Linked DNA regions of Mus musculus: regions 2, 3, 4 and 5 are each linked to region 1. Evidence: chromatin contacts called from public HiCAR-type and promoter capture Hi-C data. All regions are on one chromosome and are shown on one strand. The core of a region is the stretch at or near the end of the contact, and the rest is flanking DNA. Distances in the headings are between cores, read along the strand shown.

Region 1 (2,887 bases), core at 222-2,721:
TAGCACCTGCCCAGCACCTGCCTAGCACCTGCCTAGCACCTGCCCAGCACCTGCCTAGCACCTGCCCAGCACCTGCCTAGCACCTGCCCAGCACCTGCCCAGCACCTGCCCAGCACCTGCCTAGCACCTGTCCAGCACCATGTTCAGGTTTTCCTCCTGGAGTCCAGGTACTGAATTCTTGTCTTCATGCTTATGTAGCTAGCTGAGCTACCTCTCCACCAATGGTAATCTTCTTTTTGGAGACAGCTGTTTCACATATTCCAGACTAGTCTCAAACTCACTAGCTAAGGATGGCTTTGAGCTTTATAGCCTCCTGCCTCAGTTTCTTGAGTGCTGCCATGTTTTGGGAGGTGCTGTAGGGTTTGGTATATATCAGGAAAGCATTTTACAACTCAGTCACACCCCAGCCTTCAATAGTTGTCTTATAGTATATAGTATTTACATCTTTACCCCATTAACAGGATGTTGTGTTTTTATCCTTATTTTACACTTGAAGAAATAGAGGCTCTGTGAGGATCAAGATGCTGCACTTAACAAGTATTAATAGCTGAAGCTAAAAACCAAAACATACCTTTCTTATCAATAAAACACTTTATTTTTAATAAAAGGAATTCAGTGAAGTTACTGAGTATTAAGACGGCAGCTTCAGTATCCTGTGGTTTCACTTTTAGAAAGATGCCATTCTGGGCTGAAGAGATGGCTCAACTCTTAAGAGCACTGACTGCTCTTCCAGAGGTCCTGAGTTCAATTCCCAGCAACCACATGGTGGCTCAGGACCATCTGTAATGGGATCTGATGCCCTCTTCTGGTGTGTCTGAAGACAGCTACAGTGTACTCATATAAATAAAATAAATGCATCTTTAAAAAAAAAAGAAGAAGAAAGATGGCATTCTGGAAGAAAAAGTGATATAACAACCTTTTCACTCCCAGTGGTTATTACAGCTTTAGTTAAAAAAAAGAAAGAAAAAAATAGAAGAGAAAGGGAGGGGCTGGGAGGTGAGTCCCGTAAAAGGCTGCTCCTCTAGAGTATCCGGGTTTAATTCCCAGTAACCACATGGCAGCCAACAACTGTAACTCCAGTTCTAGGACACCCCAACTTGCTTCTCGTTACACCGCGAGCCTGTACTTTGGAACTCCAAGTTCCAGAATGCAACGCTCCTCTTCCCCTTGGTTCTCAGGGGTCGTCGAGACTACAGTTCCCAGCATGCAGCACCGTCGCCCTTTGTTTTTGACGCCCAGATGGACCCTGCTTCGGAAGGACTTTTTGGACTCCAGAGGACGCTTCCTCGAGTCACAGCCCACCTGGAGGCATGTGGCTACGGGGAAGTTCTGGCCGGTTGAGTCTGTTCAGGCGAAGCTGCGGAGAGATGGTCTGGCGGCTTTGCAGAACCCTGCCCAGGCAGCGTACCGGGCAGCCCCAGCTGGGTCCTCCCGGGGCCTTCCTGCCTTTGAACAGTGGTGGCGGGCGGACACTCTGTCCCCGGCACGCTTGAGAGCGGGGGCCGCCATCTCCATGGCCACGGCTGCGAGCGGGCCCTGCGCCGGCGGGTCGCCGCGGGACATCCTTTGGCGCGTGAGTTAGCGAGCCGTGGCGCTCCCTGCCTCTCTGGCGGTGCCTGCGCGCTTGGCTAAAGGGGCCTGTCTTGGAGGCGCTTTAGGAATAGCGTGTAGGGATCTGACCGCCTCGGGGATTGGGTGCAAGGGTGTGTGGGCGTCCCCGAGTGGAAGTTAGGTCTGGGGTGTTGAGCTGGAGTCCGAAGTGGAAGTTTGTCAGCGTGGTTGGGATGGCCCGAATGGAAATTTGGTGGAAAAGTTGTAGAGCAAAAGGTTAGTGATTCGAGCTAATGCATAATAAATGGCTTGATTCCTTGGGCTAGGAAACGGGAAGGGCTGCTCTGTGTTGAAAGAATGTGGCCTTAGCAGACTCTGGGGTTGGGGAGACGCTAAACCGAGCATATATTCATGGTTTATTTAAGACAGCCTACTCTAGGCTTCAGCTAAGGAGAGCTCACCTCCTTGCATCCATTCTGTGTTTGGGGGGTGGGGAGTGGGCGCAAGGAGAGAAGTAAAGAGAATGCAAATAGTAGTGGTTCATGTTAATAGCCTAAATGGAGAAGCAGGATTTGCATGTCTGAGTTAGAGTAACTGACTTCTTGATTGAAGAGTTGTGTTTAATTTTAGGTTTTGGGTTGGAGGATAGTTACCAGCATCGTTTGGTCAGTAGTGCTTCTACCCGTCTGCATCACAGCCTTTATAGTCTTAAGCAGCATCAATTTATTCCACCCTATACAGTGGCTGTCAGGTAAGTGGTGATTTTTAATTACTGTCTGTATTGACATTAAAACATTACGTAAAGGCACTCACTCTCTGCATTTCTGCACTCACAGAACTGTCATTTTTGTTATATAAAATCAGTAAGTGTGTCAGGGATTATGTATGATGACAGGACAGATCATTAGAAGACTACTTATATACACAGCTAGGTGTGATGGCCCAGTGTCCTGGGAGGCAGAGGCAGGACGACCTGAGTTCAAGGCCAATCTGGGGCATATATATAGTAAATCCCTAGAGGTGCAGTAAAAAAGAAAAGGAAGCCACACAAGTATTTATCCTTTTGTCTTTTCCTTAAAAAAGGAAAAGAAAAGTTGGCTTATTTGTATTTTTCATGTGTATAAGTATTTAACTTGTATATATGTATGTTCATCACCACGTGTGTGCCTGGTGCTTATGGATCCCCCTGGAAGAGTTGCAGATGGTTGTGAGCCACCATGTGGGTGCTGGGACTGAACCCAGGTCCTTTGGAAAAGCCCTCTGCTGAGCCATCTCTCCAGCCCCAGTTCCCTTGTCTTTTCTTGTTTTTCCTTTCCCTGCCATCCATTTAAAATTG
Region 2 (2,887 bases), core at 291-2,790, 930 kb after region 1:
ACTCTGACTCTCCTTGGGAAGGAACAGAACAGCACACAGTAACAGTGGAACAAGTGAGAGGCAGTCACTGGGAAAAGACAATGGAGGATCAGCAGAGTCAGGGAGCGAGGGAGTGTTTCCCGGTTAAACACCAGACGGTAGGTTACCTTCCTAAAAGTCAGATGGAGGGAAATACAACCTAGGAACTTATGATTATCAACAAGTCTTTTTGACTAGAATGTATTATTTCCTCCCAGAGATCAACATTTATTTTGTATAGGATAGAACAATGCTTTCAATATATACACAGCAAAACGCGGATAACACTTAAAAATGGGACTGTAGTCACAGCCATTTTGAAGCAGAGGAAAATTTGCAAAGAAAGGGTTTCTCCAAGAAAGGACAGAAAGGACAGGACAAATACAACCTTTCGGAGGAAGGTATTCGAAAGACTGTCACAATCTGACTGCCAGGCTGATATTCAGACCTCAAATGCCCTTGGTCTCTGCCTCCTAACAAAAACAAATCATGTGCTCTGAGCAACAACTGTCAAGCCTGCAAATTACAAAAGATTTTTAATTTCCCTAACGGTAACTCCACATGAAAACACATTCAAAATAAAAATGTAACAACCCTTTTTGGCTATTTCTGTCAAAAGGCCTGATAATCACATAAGGCTACAGGATGTACTCTGTAACACACCCCACTCAGGTTTTTGCAATGACACTAAGTAGTAAAGCTTCCAGACTATTCTTCCATACCGCCAATCTCCCCTCACTTCCCCACTCCAAAACAGAACGGAGAAAGAAAGGTTACTAATCTGTATGTACCCGCCCAACAGCTCCCGGGTAGCAATTGCCTTCCAATTGCTCCTGCTTAGCCCTCTGAAACCTGCACAAGGAAATGGGGACAGATGTGTGAGCCGGCGACGGAGGACATCCGACAAGGGGCAGAGGAAATGCGGATGGTCGAGGACCAAGGGGAAGAGGGGGCGCCGGAGATAAAATGGTGAAGAGGGTCGAGGAGGGAAAGGAAGCAAAGTGTGGGAAGGAAAAGTGGGGGGTGGGGGTGACTAACGACCATAGAGGAGAAAGGTTAAAATGGTTGAGGAGAAAGGGGAGGGTTAAAGACAGGGAAGGGGGGACGAGGAGAATGCGAAGGAGGCTGTCACCGGGGGACAAAAGGGTGTCACCGGAAAGAAGGGGGATTAAGGGATGTCTCCCAAAGAGGTTTGCTCCTACTGGTGGATGGGGAACGCGAGCCGGAGGAGACAGAGGGAGGGTGCAGGAAGAAGGGTGAGACGGCTGCCCGGCGTCCTCGGGCCACCCTGCGGGGGGTGGGGGGCAGGCCGCGCTAGCTCACCATGGCTGCGTGGGCCTGGTCCTCCGGCATGCAGCCTCGGTCCTGCGTGCGGTGGCAGGCGGAGCCCGAGCCCGCCGCTAAGATCAGCCGGCTCGGGGGCTCCAGGAGGCTCGGGTCAGGCAGCGGCTCCGGGCTGGGCCCAGGCCTCGGCCTCGCTCTTCTGAACTACAGCAGCCGCTGCCGCAACCTGACCGAAACACAGACTCCGCCTCGCTCGCCGCGCCTGCTGCGCCCCGCCCCCCCGCACGAGGTCCCGCCCCTCTCCCTGAGCCTACCGCGCCCTGCCCCTTAGAAGTCCCGCCCCTCTCTCCCTTGCATGTCTCGCCCCGCCCCAAAGTGGTCCCGCCCCCTGAAGACCCCGCCCCGTCCCGGCGTAGACTCCATTCTCAAACGCCAGCCCTTAAAGGGGCCAACGCCCTCTGACGAGGCTGTAGTCTTTCCGTTTGGAAGAGCTTTAAATCTTACCTCCAGAAGACTGCAGCGCTTACCCTCATTCTTCAAAACTTAACTTCTGATTCATAGTCATTAATTTTTTTTTTTAGTCATTAATTTTTGTTGTCAACGTTCTTAGTGATTTTAGCATTCTGTTACATGATGTTGTTTTGCTGTTGTTTTCGTTTTGTTTTGTGAGAAAGAGTCCCTCCACATAGCATATGTTAGGCAAGTATTCTGCCTGCTACTGCGTCACATCCTCGGGCCCCACAATCTCAATTTTGACTATGGAGCTTTCCCTCTTTAACCTGCTTTTCTTTTTTCTTTTTAAAGATTTATTTATTATTATATCCAAGTACACTGTAGCTGTCTTCAGACAGCACAGAATAGGGCATCAGATCTCATTACAGATGGTTGTGAGCCACCATGTGGTTGCTGGGATTTGAACTCAGGAAGAGGGGTCAGTGCTCTTAACCGATGAGCCATCTCTTGGCTGCCTTCTTTTGATCTTATGTAAATGGTGTTTAGCTATGCTATATTTTTCCACCCTCTAGGTAGCTACTTCAAGTCCCTCTTCTCAGGCCTCCGATATTTCCTTCTTCATGCTCATTTAACTAATCATTTTTGCCTTCAAATCACTGACAAAGTAAATGGACAAAACAGAACATCTATATAAGTTTCCATCACTGACAGTGACTTCCAGACTACCTATAACTCCACTTGTATACTTTTTCCTTTCTGTAGCCCAGGCTAGCCTTCACTATGTAGTCCAGGTATGCTTCAACTCTCCATTTCTCTGCTGTGGTGGTTTGAATAGGTATGGCCCCCATAGACTCCTGTGTTTGAATGCCTGGCCCATGGTGGTTGGTGATACTAGGAAGAGTAGCCTTGTTAGAGGAAGTGTGTCACTGTTTCTCCAGAGCGCACACTTCTGGAGACCTAACCCCCTAGCCTCTTGCCACTGGACCATCTTCCATTTTAATCACTATCAAGTATACAGGTCAGGCAGGATTAAGTACTGGTGAAGCCATCGCCAAACAGGCACTCCAGAAGGCTGCCACTTGATTGTTTCCATCGTGTTTGTGGTAGTGGGAATTAACTACAAGGCTTTGCA
Region 3 (2,887 bases), core at 190-2,689, 780 kb before region 1:
GGAGGGGATGGGTGTGGCGATGTGTGCTGTGTGATTTGTTGTTTTTTTTTTTTTAATTTGGTCATGGGGACCAAGGAGAAGGCATGAATCCCTGTATTTGGCTCTTGCAGCCTCAGGCACTGTGCCTACTCTCCAGGTCATGTCCCTGTGGTTCTGGGGCCACCACTTGTGTAAAATAAAGTACAGCCTGGACGCTAGTCTTTTGTCATTTATTCAGAGGACCAGTGTAGAGTCGGACAAGGACGCAGCCACCGCCACTGGTGCCATTCAGCTCCAATGTCCTGTCTGAACACAAGCACCCACAGATGAGGGCTAAAAACATGGGGGAAGCGGGTAGCAAATGGATTTCTGTCATTCCAGTGAAGAAATGCTGGCACCTCAGGAGGGATGGGCTCTGTCCTCAGGCACCAGGTACACTTGTCAGGTCTGGCTGGTGTTCTGGCTTCATCAATCGGTTGTGACAAACCAGTTTTGACAAGCTCATTGTTCCTGTGTCGATGTCCTCATCCAAAAGCCGAAGGCACAACGACCCTTCCAGCAGAACACAGTGCCTTCCTCTGCACACTACCAGCCTTCCTGTCAGCCAGATGTGTCCACAGGGATTAAGTGGTTAGCTTTGCAGTCACTAGAGACCCAGATAAGCTTCTGTTAGGATTGAACCACATGGACTTGTATTTTTTAATAGTTGGCTCACCCCAGGACTTTGATGCCCAGAGCCGGGAGAATCAAGTTTTAACTTGGTACACTTTGCACAGGTGTGTATGTGATGGGAATTTTACTAGAACCTGTGATTTTCATTCCGAAACTGGCTTCAAGCAACCTTTTGGGAAGTCCCTTCTCTGATTTCATAAGTTGTATCTTAAATCTGTAATATCCCCTCTGCTGGCCAGCGTTCTTTCTGTAACAAAGTACCTGAGATGTTGATCAAGAGGAGAGCTTTATTTCAGCTCTAAGTTCTAGAGGTTCCAATCCATGATCCCTTGGTCCTGAGGTGAGACAGTGTATAGTAATGGGTGGGTGTGGCAGAGGAAATGGTCAGAAACCAGGGAGAAAAGAGAATAGAAAATGGAGTTGGTAGTCCTTCAGTACCATTTACAGGCATGTTCCCAGGGATCCAAAGACCTCCTACTGAGCCTTTCCCAACAGAACCAGCCCTTGACACCAGGCCTTTGGAGACATCCCAAGCCCAAACTACCATTAAAATAGCTTTCGCTCTTCAGTCCTAGACATAACCTTACATTGAGATGAGTCTTCACCACAGGGTGTCTCCAAATCTCAGTCTTGTAAGCAAGAAACGGAAGTGGGCATCTGCTGACTGGCCATGACCCACCCACCCACATAAAGTACGCAGTTTGTCAATCTCACATGCCAAGTGACCGGGTTAGGCACATTCCAGTGCCTGGCTACCACGTGACACAGACAAGTTGACACAGAACGTTAACTACCACAGCTGCAACATCCTGCTTTGCTCTGAGAGCCAGCTTAACCATCTCCTGACACGCTGTGCTTCCGGACACACCCCTGAATGCAAGGTCAGCGTGAAAAGTGGCCCCACATCCCAGACCCGGGACAGTCACCTCCCAGGGGTCTGCTCTGCACCCAACAACCCATCTACCCTCAGTTTGGTTAGATCCCCTTTCTCTGGCTGAGTCTGGGGGTGGGGTGTCTAGAGAGTGGATCAGCAGGGCCTGAGATACAGGTTACTGGAAGAGGAAGTCCCAGAAGCAGGCTGTATACAGCACCTGCAGAATGAAGGACCACGCCAGGGCCAGAGTAAGAGCCCGGCCAGCTTAGGTGTGGGCGGTTATTAAGTAGCTCACCATGATGAGAAAACCAAAGATCCAAACTCCAAATGAGGAATGAAAGGGGCTCTAGGCAGGGTGCATGCTGATGGTCCTGGCTACTCCGGATGCTGAAGAGAACAGTCATGATTTCATTTCTTTCACAACCACGACTTGGACCCACGTGAGAAAACAACTGGTAGAACCGGCTCTGAAAACATGTCTGAAATCGCTTTATTATGTAAGTTCTGTGGCTGAGTCTGTCAGGTCTCCTCATCCTCTTCTCCAGGGGACAACTGGCTCCCCCCACCACTGTCATTGATGTAAACAGTGAGGGGGAACGTCACAGGATGTTGTCACTCACCCCCGAGGACCCACCTCTAACCACACTGGTGGCCCACAATGCTAAAGTGGGGTACAGCGCTTCAATGGCTGAACACTGGAAGTCAGCAGTCTCCTCCCAGCACGAGGCTCTGTTGAGTGTCCAGAGCACCCTAGCATGGAGATGGGGTTTTCCTACAGGTCCCAGACTGCTACGTAACAAATGCTCCTCTCCCCGCCTCATTCTGGGACAACGGTGAGTTAGGTACCCACGCTCTAGCTTCACAGTGCAAGGGGTTCCAGGAAGTCACCCACGACCCCCTCTTCCATCCACCTGCTCTCTGGCTCCCAAATTCACGTCACCAGCTGACTGGAATGCTTAGGACAATGGATCTCTTGTAACAAAAGATACCTGGTCCCCCTGCTGTCCCAGTAGACACTGTGACTTTTGACCGCAGGGCTACAGCAAAGATGACCCTCCTGCCTTCTCCCCTCACCCAGGCATTCTCCAAGATCCCTGCTTCCTTTCCCATCTCAAGATTTCTCTTCTGGCCTTGGGCTCTCTGGTTGCATCAGGCTGTTCTTCCCGAGTGGCTTTAAGGAGTAGGATCTGAATTGTAGTCCACAGTTGGACGGCACTTGCCCTTCGTAATAGGTGTAATCCGTTTCCTGTAAAAAGGAGAAAGAAGAAAACAGGCACAATCCCTTGCAAGGAAGTGAGTTCCACATCCATGACCTCCAGACCTTTTACAACACAGAGTCCTTTCTAAGGGAGAGTTCTCTAT
Region 4 (2,887 bases), core at 221-2,720, 620 kb before region 1:
GGACAGGCCGGACACATTGGTGGTCACATAGTTGAGAAAGCCGGGGGTGGCCTGGTTGTAGTAAGAAACCTGCAGGACAGGAAGTCAAGTTCAAGGAGGCATAATGGGGAGGTGAGAGTCAGCAGCCTTGCTTGCCTTCTGGGGAAGCAACAGATACAACCTTGTATCTTGATCAGTTAGAAAACCTGAGTGATAGACCTAGCCTCTTTTGATAGGTCCCCCAGATACACAGGGAACTTCAACTCTGACTGCCCTATCACAGCAAACCATAAGGTCACTGTACACCTCCCTGCTGACTAGGTGGCCCCAAGGGGACAGGAATTGACTCTAATACCTACACCTGAATCCACTTTATAACAGTGCTGGGAGGGTGGGGTGTCACAGAAACGTGGTAGACATAAGCCTTGGACTATGTCCTTTGTGTAGGTCCTTAGCAATGCTGGCCGAGTCAGCACCTGGGCAAGGCTGCAAGGAAAACTGCATGCCAGGGGAACTGCAGCATACCTGCCCCCAGCTCTGCTCTACCTTTCCAATTAACTCTGACTCCCCTGCTGAGCCTTCTATGCCCTCAAAGCCACATAAAGCCCTCCCAGACGAAAAGGGAGACACATTAAACAAACAATGGCAGAATTTTAGATCAGAGCTGGGCTTTCTGTAGTGTGTCCAGAGCTTTTCCCAAGCCCCAATAGCAGTTTGCTCTCTGACCACACTCAAGCTCCAGACGAGCTCCTTTCAGACTGCAAAGTCTGGGGGGTCATGGGGGTTCGGGTCTGGAAGGGCCCAGCCGAACAGCGTAGAGTTCAGTTTATCCATAGGTGGAAGTATAGAGGGGACATCACGTCTTACCTTAGTCATCTGGTCCCCCTCACGCCACAGACAGAAGCCTGAACAGAGAGTCTCCCCACGTTGGTATTCCGGTGTCTCATGGTGCGTGGGCAGCGTGACCGACCTCAGGGCAATGACATAGGGGTCCCTGGAAGAGAGGCAGAGTTAGAAGGGATCAGAGATCATCCAGAGGAGGATGCCTTGCTGGGGGTCAGCTGTAGGAAGGGGACATCTGTGTTAGCAGCATCAGGTTCAGGCTCCCTGTGAACCCATGGACTGTGTACCTTGGGGTTTTCATTCTTCTGGCCTTTGTCTCCAGAAAAAAAGATGCAGTCTACCCTGGCTGCGCCCATGTCTCAGGTAACAGCCACAAGCTTCCAGAGGGCAGAGACCAAGGGATACCCATGGGAAAGGCACTCGTGTCTGTGGCAACAAATGCCACAGTCGCCCTTGCTTTCAGGAGCAGTTTGTGACCTTGCAGTCATGATGAACTCCCAATGGCGCCTAGAAACAGCTGGTGGGTTCTGAGTCCAGCCACCAGTGGGCAGCAGAGCTCTGGCCTCCATGTTGCTGCTCCTCCCAGGAGAGGGAGAGAGGAGGTCTCCCTACCTCAACTGCACCCCTCAGAGAGCAGGCACTCACCCATTGTCACAAGGCTTCCGCCTAGAGGCCAGGATCACAAAGTCCTGGGGCTTGGTGTTCCCGCTCAGGGCGGGGCTGATGACGTGGTAGATGGCGTCATCCTCATCCACTTGCTGCACCAGCTCCACACTCCTGTGGGGAGGCTGAAGTCAGGGCTCAGAGCCACAGCAGCTCTCTATGGGGAGCAGCTCTGCCAGGCTCCCGCAGCCTGCAGCCTCTGAGCGGAGCCGGGGAAGGATGGGGACCCTCCAGCATATGTGTATGCATGAATGTGTATGCATGTGCTTGTCTGTACACACAACATTCACACACACACACAGTGCACCAGAGCAGATACACAGGCACATGCACATATAAGCATATACAGAGACACTCATCTAGGTACACACACACACACACAAAGCACACTGACATATACTCAAGCCAATACAAGTATGCAAACTGATAGTATTAACTGTCAACTTGACAGAATGCAGAATCATCTGGGAAATGGGTCTCTGGGTATGCCTGTAGGAGATTATCTTGTTAATTGGCAGAGGGAGGCCCACCTGAACTGTGGCCAGCACCATCACCTGACAGGGAAAGTGGAGGCTGTGAGCTGGGCACTAGCATGCATTCACACCCCTCTGTTATGTTACTGTGGATGCAGTATGAACAAGTGCTTCAAGCTTCTGCTGCCTTGACCTCCCCACTGCAGTGGACAGTACTTGGAACTGTGAGCCCGAGTGAACCTGTTCTCCCTTCAGTTGCTTTTGTCAGGGTATTTTACGACAGCAATGGAGAAAGACATATGTGAGCGTATGTACACAGACAGCTCTGAACTCACAGATCTGCAGGTGCACACACACCCCAAGTAGCTGTTCAAGGATTCAGTAGTTGTCCATACTGTCTAATGAGTTCCCAGTGTGTTTCAGGTGCTATCCTGGGATCTCACTTAAGACTCCTGTGGGCAGTCTTAGCATCCTCACTAAATAGAGGAGCTAAGGCTGGGGGTTAACCCACTCTGGGCTACAGAGTTCATGAGGAAACAGGGCTGGGGTGTTCAGCCTGATGGGTAACAGAGACAACACAAGACCAGGCATACTCACACATCTGTTCAGGTATACAGGCATCAACTGACATTGGTACCCACAGACACAAGGGCAGTCACATGAGGACATGGCCACACCTCCCCCTATCCTTCTGCTGCACAAAGGCTGGCTAGGGAACAGGCTGGCTGTGCAGGCCTAGGGGAGTGTGCTGGGGTCTCTAGCCTATGTCACTCACCCTCAGTGAACTTTGGTTTGGTCCACAGCAGCCCATCTTTCCCAGCTCCTCTGCCCAGCCACCACCGATCACCTCTCAGTTCTAGAATACCCTGCTAGCAGGTCCGGGTTACCCATGCACAGCATTTTAGAGCAACACAGTTTATTCTTTTCTT
Region 5 (2,887 bases), core at 115-2,614, 570 kb before region 1:
CCATGAGAAATCTAGGAAGGCTTTCCAGAGGAGGCAGCATCCCAGCTGAATCCGAGGGCTGAGAAGGAAACCGCCAAAGAGACGGCAGGCTGACAGAGGTGCAAGGGAGGCCAAGGTCACTGGTGGTCACTGGTGGAAGGTACAGAATATATGGCAGCTAGAGAGAGCCAAGGTGGAACACTAAGACAGAAAAAGCCAATCCCTACAGTGCTGCTGAGAACACAGAGGGAGGATGGTGGGGTGTGGAGAGAGCTGGGCAAGCCTGCCAGGTAAGACTGAACAGGTGGGCACACACCACAGCTAGCTTTTCAGAGATAACCACTAGTGGGGTAGCAGATGGAAGGAGCTGGGTGAGATCCTAAAAGTACAAAGAGCCCGGGCTGGGCAAGGATGCCACTTGAGGGAAAGGACGGGTGAGATGTGTATTTAGCCAGGGCACTTTTTAAAAGGCCTTTTCTGTACCGACCTCAGTTGGCAGATACTCTTGCCCAGCACTGGCGGTACAGCCTGTCCCAAGCCCTTCTCCAGGCACCAGGCCAAAGGCCCCCCAATGAGCCACTATGCACTTGGGTGTTTCTGGGACCTCAGCACCTATCTCAACTCCAAAGTCCCAGTTAGGAGGTTCCAGGAAAAAAAATACTCTCGAAGGTCATTGCATAGGACATTTTCCACATGGCCTTTCCCTCACAGGCTGTGTTCTTACTCTCCTGTTCTCGCCTTGTACACACACCCTCACGTCGTAAATTCTGTCAGGCCATAGCCTTGGAGTCCTGAGCGGGAGAAGTGATGAGGCCCAGAGCTCAGATGGCAGGCAGCGGGATTGTGCACAGGACCCAGGGAGACACACACACACACACACCAGCAGCAGCTGGATTGTAACATGACACACACACAGCAGCAGCAGCAGTATTATGCACAAAACACACACATACACACTCAACCAAACAGAATGCCAGAACTTGCTACAGAAGATTCCATTCCACCTAACCACAAACTGCCAGCCTGAGGGAGCCTACTGTCCCCGGGTCTCTTTGGGGAGAGTACTAGTTATAACTTAAGAAGTCCGTGGGTTCTGCAATATCTCCTTCTAAAGAAGACTACAGACAGATCCCGACTAAAGATGCAGATCCTGACTTTAGAGGAAAGCATCTACTTTCTGGGCCCCCACACCAGGAGACCCATTTGTCTCCCAGGCCACCCTAACCCACAGTCCATACCCTTCGCAAGTGGTTGCCCACATTCTGAATCATTGCTGCTCCGTTTGCTGGGTTGCCAGGCTGTGGGGGGGTCTGTAGGCTCCTAAAGGGCCGCTGGTCACCTGAGCCCTGGGACTGCCAGCAAGTCCAAAAGCAGCCGGCTTCTCCTGGCTCCTCCTCCCAAGGTCCCCGCCCTCCGGAGCCAGCTGTTAATATCTCCGCCCCTTGTCCTGGCCTCTCCTCGATCCGCCCTCTGTGCGCCCCCCCTCCAACCCCAGCACAGAAAGCTCCCTAGCACCTGCCAACTGGGCCACAACCACGTGGGGCCTGTTGCCCACCTACTGGCACCACCGGACTCTATGTCTCTAGACTCAGGCAAATGCCAGCCCCCACTCCAGCCCCCTACCCCTGTCCTTGCCTAACAGAATAGAAGTCCCAGAGCTCCCATTCTCTTGCCAGGGAGTCCATCCGTCCACAAGAGGGCAGGCTGGAGTGTAGCAGGATGCCAGGGAGCTGCCAAGGCCTCCTAGAGAGACACCAGACCCACCTGCCAGAGTTTTACCTTCCGGAGTGCTACCCGACTGGCTCCTGGGCCCAGGTTGTTAGCATCCAGCAACTGCCGAACAGGGTTTATACACCGGGCCCTGACAGCCACTTCCTTATAAGCAGGTAATTCTTGTAAATGAGGCGCCTGCCAAAGTACACCCAGTATGCCACGTGGTACTCAGCACCCATGGCCATCAACGAGTGAAAGTTCTCCAGGACTTTCCCTGTCCTCTGTCACTTCTGCAAGAGGTTCGAGGCAGACGACTAGAGACACACTCTGGTCAGGACTAAAAAAGCCAAAGGGAACTGGTGACCAAATGGCTGAGGACAAGTCGCGGAGCACCAGACCCCTGCTGTGACTCAGGCTTCCTGCTGATCCTCTTTCTACATCGCAGGGATGATCCCTGGGGCTGGAAAGGGATGTATCCAAGGCGCCATGGCCACTATGTAGCAGATGGGGACAGATCAGCAGACATGTCCTCTGCCTCCTGCTTCTGCTTTCATTCTCTACACAGTTACTAACAAGTCCTCTGCCAAAGGCCCCGAGTTCACTACCATGCCTGGGACTCTGGGCAAGTCCTCTCTTCTCTCAGAGCCTTGACTCTAGGAATCAAGGACTCGCACGTCTTTCCTTGTGAGTTCTCATCAACGATCTGCACTTCTGTATCTGCAGATGAGAAACTGAAGTTATACCCAAAAGACAGCAAGATAAACACCATTGTGCTAACTCTCGACTCCCAACACTCAGGAACCTAAGGTAGAAGGATGGCCATGAGTTCAAGGCCAGCCTAGGCTACATGTTGAGTTTCAGGCCAGCCTGATTTATAATACAATGTTAGACACTGTAAAAAAAAAAAAAAAGAGGGGTGGGGACAGAGAAATGGCTCAGTGGTTAAATGTTCTTGCTACTCTTCCAAAAGAGCCCAATTCGGTCCCAGTATCCATGTCAGATGGCTCAAAGCCAACTGTAACTGAAGCTCTAGGAAATCAGATGTCTCTGAGCTCTACCACATCTGCATTCATGTGCACATACATACCCAGATGCAGACACACACACCTATACCTAACTAAAAACAAAAAAGTAAGTATTTTCTGAATGGGGGTAGAGGTTGGAGAGATAGCCCAGTTAGTAAAATGCTTGTTGT

The links. Promoter capture Hi-C pulls out the DNA fragments that hold promoters and counts their contacts. HiCAR-type assays count read pairs that join an accessible place to other places.
Region 2: a promoter capture Hi-C map of hippocampal neurons shows a contact between it and region 1, with 2.2 times the contacts expected there. The contact joins the promoter of Zyg11b here to the promoter of Ndc1 in region 1.
Region 3: a contact with region 1 is called in a HiCAR-type map of embryonic stem cells, with 6 times the contacts expected there. The contact joins the enhancer-like site here to the promoter of Ndc1 in region 1. A contact is called at or near these places in 7 of 39 promoter capture datasets (embryonic stem cells, frontonasal cranial neural crest, hippocampal neurons and 3 more), 3 of 115 datasets of contacts at active chromatin or transcription factors (astrocytes, embryonic hindbrain and embryonic stem cells) and 1 of 9 other capture datasets (embryonic stem cells).
Region 4: a contact with region 1 is called in a promoter capture Hi-C map of hematopoietic stem and progenitor cells, with 2.9 times the contacts expected there. The contact joins the enhancer-like site here to the promoter of Ndc1 in region 1. A contact is called at or near these places in 12 of 39 promoter capture datasets (the HPC-7 cell line, cranial neural crest, embryonic stem cells and 8 more), 2 of 484 Hi-C or Micro-C datasets (palatal mesenchyme and ventricular fibroblasts) and 4 of 115 datasets of contacts at active chromatin or transcription factors (cardiomyocytes, craniofacial prominence, embryonic stem cells and 1 more).
Region 5: a HiCAR-type map of embryonic stem cells shows a contact between it and region 1, with 6 times the contacts expected there. The contact joins the promoter of Acot11 here to the promoter of Ndc1 in region 1. A contact is called at or near these places in 1 of 39 promoter capture datasets (embryonic stem cells), 6 of 484 Hi-C or Micro-C datasets (the G1E-ER4 cell line and embryonic stem cells), 9 of 115 datasets of contacts at active chromatin or transcription factors (T-cell acute lymphoblastic leukemia, bone marrow-derived macrophages, embryonic forebrain and 3 more) and 3 of 9 other capture datasets (adipose tissue, embryonic stem cells and macrophages).

What each region holds. Positions count from the first base shown.
Region 1 is chr4:107,366,576-107,369,462 of GRCm38.p6, forward strand. It overlaps Ndc1 (NDC1 transmembrane nucleoporin), which reads left to right and starts at 1,472. Exons shown (of 18, transcript NM_028355.4): 1 at 1,472-1,573; 2 at 2,182-2,302. The coding sequence starts at 1,514.
Region 2 is chr4:108,299,550-108,302,436 of GRCm38.p6, forward strand. Zyg11b (zyg-ll family member B, cell cycle regulator) reads right to left here and starts at 1,541. Exons shown (of 14, transcript NM_001033634.3): 1 at 1,342-1,541. The coding sequence starts at 1,371.
Region 3 is chr4:106,588,917-106,591,803 of GRCm38.p6, forward strand. Dhcr24 (24-dehydrocholesterol reductase) reads left to right here. Exons shown (of 9, transcript NM_053272.2): 9 at 1-197. Lexm (lymphocyte expansion molecule) reads right to left here. Exons shown (of 10, transcript NM_183182.3): 10 at 1,993-2,771. The coding sequence ends at 2,699. Among named protein-coding and RNA genes, the nearest start is that of Lexm, 27 kb to the right of the region's middle. Within about 2 kb of position 1,440, at least 42 of the 459 cell types and tissues checked have an H3K27ac peak or open chromatin away from gene starts, as enhancers often do. A contact at or near this core is called in embryonic stem cells, where this site is marked.
Region 4 is chr4:106,748,416-106,751,302 of GRCm38.p6, forward strand. It overlaps Acot11 (acyl-CoA thioesterase 11), which reads right to left. Exons shown (of 16, transcript NM_025590.4): 14 at 1,468-1,599; 15 at 847-973; 16 at 1-69. Among named protein-coding and RNA genes, the nearest start is that of Fam151a, 16 kb to the left of the region's middle. Within about 2 kb of position 1,471, at least 92 of the 459 cell types and tissues checked have an H3K27ac peak or open chromatin away from gene starts, as enhancers often do. A contact at or near this core is called in hippocampal neurons and palatal mesenchyme, where this site is marked.
Region 5 is chr4:106,798,467-106,801,353 of GRCm38.p6, forward strand. It overlaps Acot11 (acyl-CoA thioesterase 11), which reads right to left and starts at 1,365. Exons shown (of 16, transcript NM_025590.4): 1 at 1,218-1,365. The coding sequence starts at 1,250.